2 separate regions of the Sus scrofa genome follow, and region 1 is linked to region 2. The links are chromatin contacts, called in public HiChIP or PLAC-seq maps. All regions are on one chromosome and are shown on one strand. The core of a region is the stretch at or near the end of the contact, and the rest is flanking DNA. Distances in the headings are between cores, read along the strand shown.

Region 1 (5,503 bases), core at 1,111-3,610, 480 kb before region 2:
ATGGCAATGCCAGATCCTTAACCCACTGAGCGAGGCCAAGGATTGAACCTGCATCCTCATGGATACTAGTCGGATTCGTTTCTGCTGCGCAACATTGGGAACTCCTCAAACTGTCTTTTGAACTGTGGTTCTACTGTACGGTTTCCTGTAGGAGTTTTATGTTGGCTGTTTCACCAGAACTGTACTCAAGTGTCCCAAATCTAACCTACTAGTGCCTGTATCCCCCTACCCAGGTCAGGAGGAGTGTGGCTGTAGCCTCTGTTCCTCCTCTCCCATCTCATCCTTCACTTCCCATGGCCTCTAGTCAACCTCCAAACACTTCAAGTGATATCTTTTAAAAATTCCTGGAATATGCCTACTTCCTTCTGCTGCAAGTCATGATACCATCATCACTCCTAAATTACTGCAGCAGGTTACTGCAGCATGCTTCCAGTCTTAAGCTCTTGATGGACATTCCCCATATAGCCATTACAATAATTTTTCTGTAGTACAAATCTGGTTGTGTAACTCATGGCCAATAGGTAAAGAGAGGGGATGGTATGTGAAGTTGTCACCAGGACCCTGCTTACTTACTAGCCTCATCTCCTCCCGATCCCACCCTATCTTCCCCTTGTGCTCTATGCTTGAGTCATACTGCACATCTTCCCCAGTTGTGCAGTGCTCAGCCTCAGTCCTTGCCTGGTTAACTCCTTCTCTACCTGTGCCTTTGAACTTCAAGTATCCATCTGGAAAGTTTTTCCTGATCCTCTTCCTCATTTGCCTCCCTCTCCCTTGGGTGTAAGTTCTCTTACACAACCCTACTAGAGTGTAAATGCTCTTTGAGGAACAAGACAGTTGTTCAACATCATTTTATACTCAGAGCCTGGAACATAGCAGATATACAGTTTGTATTTGTTATATAAATCATGGGTGCATAATGAATTGCTATTTCTCAGAAGAAGAAATAGAGGTCAACTCACATGTCTAATAATGACACGGTGAGTCTTCTAGGATTATTTCAGATAAATTATCTATCTATGGTTAGAGAGACCCTATAGATATAGACAAATTGGGATTGAATCTTTATAGCATGAGATGTTTTACAGGCTTTTCTATTTTTCTGTTTTGCTACAGAATGGTAGTGCTCAGTGACAGTAAGGGAATGAAGAGCCAATGTGGCTCACAGGACAGGGATGCTGCAGGGAGAAGTGACCTGGCATTCAGGGCCCCAGTGCCAGCTCTCTGTGTGCTTTTCTTTCAGCACTTTCCTCCTCTCAGACTCAGCCTTCCTCTCCATAGAATATGTGGGTAGAATAGGTGATGTTTAAAGTTCTGTCTAACTCTGTAGCTCTATTATCCTGTATATGTCACAGTGCCCTTTAAGCTACTTCCTCCTTAAAAAGCTCAGTGAGCAACCAGTGAAATGTGCCAGGAAGTATGGTGTGTCCTGAAGCTTGGCACAAGAAGCTTGGCACAACAAGCTTGGCACAGGTCTCCTGTATGGCATAGAACTGAGAGGCATGCCTGGTTGGTGTCAGATCAAGAGATTTCCCCCAATTCCTGGCCTTTCATTGGTAGTGAAGACTCCTATTGCCATTAGTCCCTGTCTAAACACACACTCACCTAATGGTGTGGAGGACCTAGTAATAGGTGGACATAGTTCAAAGTGTGAAAGGTCTCACTGATGTCTCACACAACCAGCCTGTCCTAAGGTATGAACTGGATAGTTTGTCCCTACACATGTCTACAAAAAGTTCCCCAACCACATCTTCTAATGAGGAAAGCATACCCAGGCAGGTGCATGTTCATTTCCACAGAAGAGCCCCCTTACCCTCTTTGCCACCAGTTGCAGTTTATTGGATTGGGTGGCATCTGTCACAAGCACATCCAAACTGTAGGCTAGTTAAAAACCCATGGCATGACCTCATACACAAAAAAACATGAGCTGCAATCAAGCTCTTGAACTGGGAAATACTGCAAGAAAGGGGCAGCTAACCCCATTCATTCTAGTGGTGGAAATAGTAGCTGAAAAGACACCGGGGAGGAGCCTTGAGGTAAAATTAGAACTATGAGGAGTCATGGCAATCTGAAGTGATGAGGAGGCAGAAACTGGAGTTGGCAAAAATTAAGAGGTTATCCTTAAGCATAGAAGTCCCTGCAGGATGAGATATATGGTTTGGAGAAAAGAATAAGCAGGTCAGAAAGAAGTGAACACAGTGGATAAGGAGAGGAAGACCACAGGTTCAAGCCCACATGCTTGTGTTGGTCTGGAAGGCTGTCTCAGAACTGCTCAATCTTCTGGTCCAATTTCATGCTTAGGAAGGTCTGTCCCAACCACAGTTCCTGTTCTTATTTCTGAGAGGTTCTTTCCCCATTTTGTATCCTTACAGCAACCACCTCTTCCTCATTTCTCTCTGGTAACTGGAAGAGCCTAACACAGACACCCTTATGGTAGGACTCTGGAACTCTTGACTCACTGCTCTGGTCATTGCTAGGGTGTTCCAGTGTTCAAGTTTCCAGATGGTTTTTTTCTCCACATTCATTTTATGTTTTCATTTCTACAGCACAGCTCCTTAAATAAACAACAATCAAATTCCCATACATTGATCCTTAAGGAAATATTTAAATTGGAGTTCCATAATTTGGAATTTAAGAACCCTAAGGAAACTCTGGATGGTCTTCAAGGAGGTCTGTAGACCCTCTGAAATTATATGAGTGAAAGTGTGTATATGCGTTTGGTACTTTTTTTTTTTTTTTTTTTCACTTTGCTTTGCTTTTTAGAGCCACATCTGCAGCATATGGAGGTTCCCAAGCTAGGGGTTGAATCAGAGCTGTAGTCGCCGGCCTGCACCACAGCCACAGCAATGCCAGATCCAAGCCACATCTGCAACCCACACCAACAGCTCATGGCAACGCCGGATCCTTAACCCACTGAGCGAGGCCAGAGATCGAACCCACGTCCTCATGGATCCTAGTTGGGTTTGTTAACCACTGAGCCATGAAGGGACCTCCTGTTTTGTTTTTTTATGGCTGCACCCATGGCATATGGGGCTTCCCAGGCTAGGGGTCTAATCGGAGCTGTAGCCACTGGCCTACACCACAGCTGCAGCCATACCATATCCAAGCCATGTCTGCGACCTATACCACAGCTCACGTCAATGCTGGATGCTTAACCCACTGAGTGAGGCCAGGGATCGAACCTGTGTCTTCATGGATGCTAGTTAGATTCATTTCCAGTGAGCCATGGTGGGAACTCCCCCCACCTTTTTTTTTTTTTTTTTTTTTTTTTTTGGTGAGGAGAGTTTCTCTAACTGTAACCAGATTCTCTGAGTGATCCATAATACCCTACAAGTTAAAGATGACTAGTTTATCACTGGAATATGTGGGCCAAGAGCTAAGACTCTACAATCAGAATTGTAGCTGAAATCTCAGCTGTACCCCTTACCATCAGGATGGTCTTAAATATTTGCTTTACCTCTACCTCTTATATTATTTGTGCATGAAGTGAGTCTAATACCAATAGTGCATACATGTAGGAATGTTGTGAGGATTAAAAGAGATAACAGACATAATATGCTTAGCACAGTTCCTAGCATATAGCAAATTCTAAGTGATGGTATGATTTTCATTTTATTTAAGAAATATAAATGCATTTGTTTCCTCATTGTTATATGTTTTCAAATTCTTTATTATTGAGGGCAACTTTTGGGGAGGTGAGAAAATTATGAAACTAGAGGACAAGATCAGTAAACAAATACAACTTTTCAAAAATAGATTTTTTTTTTTCTTCCTTTTTTGGCCACCCTGCAGCATATAGAGTTATCAGGCCAGGGGAGGATTGGCACTGTAGTTGCAACCTAAGCAAGGATTGAAACTTAAGCTGCAGCTGCTGCAATGCCAGATTCTTAACCCACTGTGCCAGGCTAGGGATTGAACCTATGTCCCAGCGCTCCCAAGACGCTGTCTATTCCATTGTGCCACAGTGGGAGCTTCTCAAAAATAGAATTTTTATTCTCTAGTGAAGCATAGCAGAAAATGCTGTTAAATGGGCATGCATATTTTATAAAGTTTACAAATGTATAACGTACTGATAAACTAAATGGATCTGTTTTTATACAGATGAGCATAATTTTATATATTACCATAATCAGTAATAAAAATTAGATGAATTAAAAAGTCAACTGCTTGTACGTTAGTGAAATACTGAAATGAATAGAGTTTTCACTTAACCTAAGAATTATTACCATTTAATATACACACATTTAATTCCTATTGGTTTGCCAAAGAGGAATAATGGAGAAACCAAATATACTGACTAGAGTTATGTATTTATTTATTTATTTTGATTTTTATTTTTTCCATTACAGTTCATTTACAGTGTTCCCTCAATTTCTACTATACAGCAAAGTACCCAGTCATACATATATACATACATTCTTTTTCTCACATTATCCTCCATCATGTTCCATCACAAGTGACCGGATATAGTTCCCTGTGCTGTACAGCAAGATCTCATTGCCTGACTAGAGTTTATATGACTGTTTCAATATAGCTGCTTCACTTTATTGTATTTCTTTAAAGCTTACTAAAAATCCATTATTAGGCACAATTTTGGCATTACCAATTAACTTGTAGAGGGCAATGTGTGATCCACAGCAGGTCAAGCTTCTGACTGAGCAAATAAACCTCACTGAAGTTGCTAGAATAGGTGTTACTGTGACACACTGTACCCGAGTGGGAGAGAGATGAGCCCATTTTCTCAACGAAGGTGAACTAAATATCCCACAGTGGAATCAGACTTCCCATGTACCTGCCTGGACTCTTGGAAGTGTTGTGTAAAGGACTGTGGAGGCAGTTGTGAACATGCAGTCAGCTGTGGCAATCCAGCTGGTTCTAACAGGAACTCCTGATGAGGCCTCTGTGGTGGAAAAAATAAATCCTCAAAATTCTTGACGGGAAGCCCTTGACTTTTAATTTGACAGGTGGTTAATCAGGTGTATGTGAATAATCATTATACAGGAAACAACCCCAGCAAAACAAAACCCAGCCCAACTCATGAATGTGAAAAATGTCATGTTTCCAAAATAATGATGTTAACCTCTCTTTTGGAAAGGGAAGAGGCATAGCAGTGGTCTTTACCAATGCAGCATGGTGTTCTTATTCTACCAGGTAGAGGAAACAAAAGTAGAGAATTTTCTGGCCCTCATCCAGTCACTCAGCCTGTGTGCAAAGGTCTGTGACCTGCAGTTGCTCTAGCCCTCAAAGGTATTTGGCTGGACTCCAAGTCTCTGTAGAAGGACAAAAGTCCTGCTATTTTCAGGCTGCACAGGTAGCAGTAGACATGGCAATGATGATGACAGTGAAGATGATGATGATGATGCTTGTGGTTGGGTGCTCTCCATTTTTAATGGATATTTGCACATACTTTTCAATCTAAAGGTCTCAGAAGCACTCTGGTAATGGGATTTCTGCAGGGGCTGTCTTATCTCTGAGAGAAGGCTCCTTGTGTCAGTTGTCTGCACCT
Region 2 (5,563 bases), core at 1,070-3,569:
GGTAGTGCCAAAAATTCTGCATTGATGACACAGAAAATAAATCTTTCAAAGTAGTTATGCAACCTGAGAAAACAATGCATCCGCTGTGGGTATTCTGAGACTGTCTATGAATACATTATTTCTGTATTTTTCTCTTTTGTAAATGTCAGCATCAAAGACCAGCATTATTTCAATTAAATTTTCTACATTTTCTTTGTAAAGAAATTCATAGAGAGGAGTTCCTGCTCTGGTGCAACAGAATTGGCAACTGCTCTATAGCACTGAGACTCAGGTTCAATCCCTGGCCCAGCATAGTTCAATCCCTGGACTCAGGTGTAGGCTACAACTGCGGCTCTGATCTGATCCCAGGCCTGGGAACTCCATATGCTACAGGGCAGCCAAAAAAGAAAAAAAAAAAATGACATGCATAGAGAATGCAAATTATTTCCTTATTCATTTCCTTATTCATTTTTCTGGTTAGAGAAGCCATTTCTACTTTAATGGTCAATTATATTATATTCTGAATTTGCCAGTTTCCTTTTTATATTTAAACATTCTTTGTACTGTTTTATTTTTATACTTAAATATAGATATAGATATATAGTATATAAATACACTATAAATATAGTAAAGTATAGAAAAAAGATACAAAACAATTGGTCATCTTGACAGATTTTATTTGTGAAGTAGATTTTGTTCCTTCCATACTTGTTGACATTTTTCAATTTCAGCAATCAATATTTTTAAAAGCTGCCAGCAGGTATTGCAATATTCCTTTTAGATACCCTATTTCCACCAAAGACAGATTTCAGTGACCTCTTTAACTCGATGTTATTTCTGCATTTTTCTCAAAGTATTACTAATTCCTCCAAGTTCATTTGTATCCTCTAAGACTCTTCTTATACCGAAACAACTCTTACTATAAAGTAACTTTTTATGTATATGGATGGTGTATATTCAGAACATATGACATATTCAGATATTTGTTAAAATCATTTTCATAAAATTAACTTTTCAGTAAGGAAGTTGAACTTTGGGAACAAACACTATGTCATTTGAAAATTCTTTTCTCCTCTACATCACTGCAGTTTTCTAAACAATGTAGGTATTTCACTATTGACTAAGCTTTTTAAAAATTTTGTTTCTTTCCTGTTTTTAGAAGTGACACAGGTCATCAAAACAGAAAATATGAAGAAAATAAAAACCTTCCCCAAATAACCATGGGTTAACCAAGGCAATAAACTGAAAAGTCAGTATATACAAACTTGTGAAATACTTCAAAATTGGGAAGCTAGCCAAAGCATCAATGAGGCAATCTGATGGCTGTGATGCAAATGAAAAACTCAAATGACTCCTCACATTCATCTTTACCAAGAAAACCATTAGGAACTCTTTCACTTCCCGTTTTACTTATGAGGCTTATCCTTAAGAGTGATACAGGCAGAGACTTTAAAAACATATATTGCTATGAAGTAGACAATGCTTCTATGAAATCACCCACAGCTGCCCAGCTAGTTATAGAAAGAAATGTGCTCAGGGTGGAAGGGAGGAATGTGTGGCCAGAGACTTTATTTGATATGATTGAAAAGTAACCCAGCTGAGTAATGAGATGTATAGACTGTAGCCAGGTAGCAATTTTGACACTCTTCAGTTGTGTCATTCAGATGACGTAGTCTTTCTTTGCTACAGTCTCCTCATCATCAAAAAGGGAAAAATGGTATTACTATCTTTCTGATAAGGTCTCATAAGGTCTCATAAGTTCTCATATCGCTCATGAGGATTACATAAATTAATTTTAGTAAAACACATAAAGTATTTTGATTAGAGTCTGGTGTTTATTTCTGTGCAGATTTTTTTTTTTTTGTAGACTTAATTTTTTTTTTTTTTTTTTTTTGTTTAGAGCAGTTTAAGTTCACAAGAAAATTGAATGGGAACTACAGAGAGTTCCCATAGCCCACTGCATACACGGTGTCACCTCAGCCTCCCAGAGCGTCCTCCACCAGAGTGGTACCATTTGTTACAACTGATGAACCTACATTGACAGGTCATTTTCACCCAAAGCCTTAGGTTGCATTAGGGTTCACTCTTGCTGTTGGACCTCCTGTGGGTTTTGGCATATGTATATTGGCATGTATTTTAATAATAAAAAGTAGTTTGGGTGTTAGGGACTAGATTGTTACATTTTTGTTACAAATAGAAGGAAAGTTGCGGGATTGTTAGTGAAATTTCTTTCTGTAAGGAAACTGGTATTTTTCCCTTTCGTCCCTTCTCCACCCACTGGAAGTTGTGATGAGGCAGTTGTTTAGTGGTTAACATGCATGACCTAATGGGGAAAAAAATGTGGTTTCTGTAGGAGGAAATCATGACAGATGAACCATCATGGTTCTTTGTAAGGTCATGCCAAAGGGGAAAGAAGTAGATAAAATTTAAATTTTAGAAAAAGTCAAAGTCTTTATGTTAGTGAAGATAACATTTTAGTCTTATGGTATTTTGTAGAAGGCTAATGATGTTCTGCTGAATTGCTTGTGGTGAATTCTAACACAAATGAAATTTATTATTTAGGAGAAAAAGGAATGATGGCATGGAACTCATTGCCCAGAAGGCTGAAAACATAAATTAGTGTAAGGTCAATTTAAGTAAATTCATAAATTATTGATTGATATTAATATATAGAAGAGGGAGATTTGCTCACTTCCACCCTAGTGTAGATACCTGTATAAATATAACCAATATCTATGTCTTTCACAGAGATACTGCTCAACAGTCTATAGGGTTAACCTACAGAATGTGCCATCTTTCAGTTGGCTGGAGCAAGACCATACAGAAATAGGCCTGATTAAGATAGTGCTCTAAAAAGGAATCTGCTATCAAAAGGGGTTTGGGTTCTTCTGAATATCAAAGTCTTGACTCTATTGGATAAGAGAAAGTGATTATATATTCATAAAACCAAAACCTAAGGAAATCTTTAATAAATGAATACAGAAAACCAGAAAAGGATTAAACGTAAATCACTGACTCCATAATATGGAATAACCCCATCTATTGGGCTAAGCTCACCTATGTGGCTGCCCGAGGCATGGGAAGTTCCTGTGCCAGGGATCAAACCTGTGCCACAATAGTGACCAGAGTGATGACAGCAGGATCCTTAACCTGCTAGGCCGCCAGGGAACTCCATAAGTTCCCCTACTCTTGACCTTATAGTACTCCATGATCTCACTCTCTTGTCCATTAACATACTCTCTTGTAACTGTTTATCTAAAATGGAAGTCTTCTTTAGACCTGGAAAAGTTCATAAATTCATTCAGAAAATATTTGTTGAGCATCTACTTGCCAAGTCTAAAAGTGAGCAATAAAGACAAAGCCCATGCCCTCCTCTAGCTAAAAGAGAGTAAATCCTGGTTGAAAGAATGAAAGAGAATTATGTGCATGTTATAAACTTGACAAGCATAAATATAACAGATACAAGATGTTCTGTGATGAAGTTCTGAGATGCCTCATCTATCTCTCTCAACCGAGCTTGCAGGGAAGACCCTTACCCCGTCTGTGTTCTGTTACAGTCCGTTTCTTTTCCTGCCTTGTCCAGTAGGCACACACCTGTGGTGCAGGAGGAGAGCACGTGTATGCGCTTTTGTGTACTTCTCTATTTCATTGTACGTGAATGGGAATTGACCAGGTATTGGAACTTTTCATTACTACTTGTATCACTTTCTTGGCCTTTCCGTCTGCAAGTGCTCAAGGTTTAATATGTTTTCCTTTTAACACTGTGTTGCTGAGGAGGCTGTGTGACATGTGCCTCGTTTGCTTTCCATGTTATCTCTAGAAATGTAGGTCTCTTTCTTGTGAATATTGTGCCCTGGGTGTCCTCCTGTTCGGCAGTATGGGCAAAAGAGGGCAATTTAAACACCTTTGGACTAAGAGAATCACTTCCTGACTGATGGAAGTCTCAGAAGGAACATGGTGGAGGAGCTTAGGCACCAGGACTCTGCCTGTGTAACTTTATTAAACCCACTGTTACCCTCTCTCCTCCCTCCAGCCCTCTGGGATTTAAAAATGGTGTTCCCATTTAACTCTTCTATGCCCAGTAGTGTATGGAGTACGCTACCAATGTCTGCAATGAAATCTTGTGCTTTCTGGATAGTTGTTTGATCGGTTATGTCATGTCTTATTAAAAATATGTCTATAATTTTAAAAAGGAAAAGAGAGAAAGGAGGGAACAAAACCGTATTTCAGAGGTATTGTGCTGGTTGCTTTAGTTTTTTATTCTTTTATTTAAACATCATAATTAATATTTCCTTATAATTTATATTTAAAGAAAACAAAACCCGAGGTTCAGAGAGGTCAACTAATTTATAACACACTGTGTGGCTGGGAAGTAAAACCACATCATTTCTGCCCCAGAGCCAGTGATCTTTCTACTTGAATTATTTGCATCATTGCCATGCTTTTTTTTAAATTTGGTGTGGAAGGATCGGGATTTATTAACCACTATATGCACATTTTTAAAAAGAAAGAGCTGATGTTTAAATTCATAAATATTTGTTTTTGAATATACTGAGACAGTCTTTTTGTTCTCTTTCACCTAACCTTTCTTTCACATCTTAATTGCACATTTTTTTTTTTTTACTGAGGCAACAAATTCCTTCCTCTTTAGATCTGTGCCCCACAACAACCCAGAGCCCAGAACATAAACAAAGACACATTTGGAAGCTCCTGCAGAGACCTATATCCAAGATCAGCAGATCCTGCAATTTGCTGTTTCCTCCTCCTCCCCTCTGCCCAGATGGGGCCTTATGTAAGCCTCCCTGAGGCGATGCATGTAGGTTTTAGGGGAGAGGACTGAAAACCAAACCGTGGTTGGTGTCATTAGTATTAGATGACTCTAATGACATAAGTGGGTAATATTTAACATTTAGTAAGCTCATTTATAGGATTCTAAATATTAACAGATGAGTGCTATTGACACAGTTTGATACCAATACTTTGGAATTCATGACATGTAAAAGAAGAGGGAGTAAATCTGCCAGAGCATCTTTTCAACTTTTTAGGGTAATTGGGAATCCTGAAACCATTAAAGCATCTGTGAATTTCCTGTATTTGCTCTGCTTTGCTCTCGAATGTCCACAAAGCTGGGGACATCATATAGAAAGGGGTTTAGAAGTACAGCTTTTCTTTTAACATCTGAAACTTGCTATAGCATGTGCTGCTGTTTCCAGGCAGTTTAGAATCATTAAAGCAAAAGCCATATAAATCCAGCTTCCTATTTTCACATTTCAGAAATCTATATAAAGTGCTGCAAACAAAGAGATGTTCACCATGTGAGTACTTTTTCCTTTAACATGAAAATCTCCCTTAATCGGGAGGTTCAAAACCTTCCCCAAATGTCTTCAGCTTTGTTCATCTTTTCCACCGCTTGACTGGTTTTTAAAAGTTTCATGGCCATTTTTGGTTACAATTTATTATTTGAAGTTATTTTCCAAGAGCAGGAAATTTCTTTGTAAGAAGCATTTGAAACAAACTTAATGTGCAAAACAAACATATCACAGACCAGTAGAGACAGTTCCTAAGCAGACTGTGTTCTAAAAGT

The links. HiChIP or PLAC-seq counts read pairs in DNA pulled down with a chosen protein or histone mark.
Region 1: a contact with region 2 is called in an H3K27ac HiChIP or PLAC-seq map of alveolar macrophages. The contact joins two enhancer-like sites. A contact is called at or near these places in 1 of 47 Hi-C or Micro-C datasets (skeletal muscle) and 1 of 2 datasets of contacts at active chromatin or transcription factors (alveolar macrophages).

Annotation. Positions count from the first base shown.
Region 1 is chr1:25,101,773-25,107,275 of Sscrofa11.1, reverse strand. No RefSeq gene overlaps it. Among named protein-coding and RNA genes, the nearest start is that of CITED2, 51 kb to the left of the region's middle. Within about 2 kb of position 2,360, at least 3 of the 83 cell types and tissues checked have an H3K27ac peak or open chromatin away from gene starts, as enhancers often do. A contact at or near this core is called in alveolar macrophages, where this site is marked.
Region 2 is chr1:24,616,842-24,622,404 of Sscrofa11.1, reverse strand. No RefSeq gene overlaps it. Among named protein-coding and RNA genes, the nearest start is that of CITED2, 540 kb to the left of the region's middle. Within about 2 kb of position 2,319, at least 4 of the 83 cell types and tissues checked have an H3K27ac peak or open chromatin away from gene starts, as enhancers often do. A contact at or near this core is called in alveolar macrophages, where this site is marked.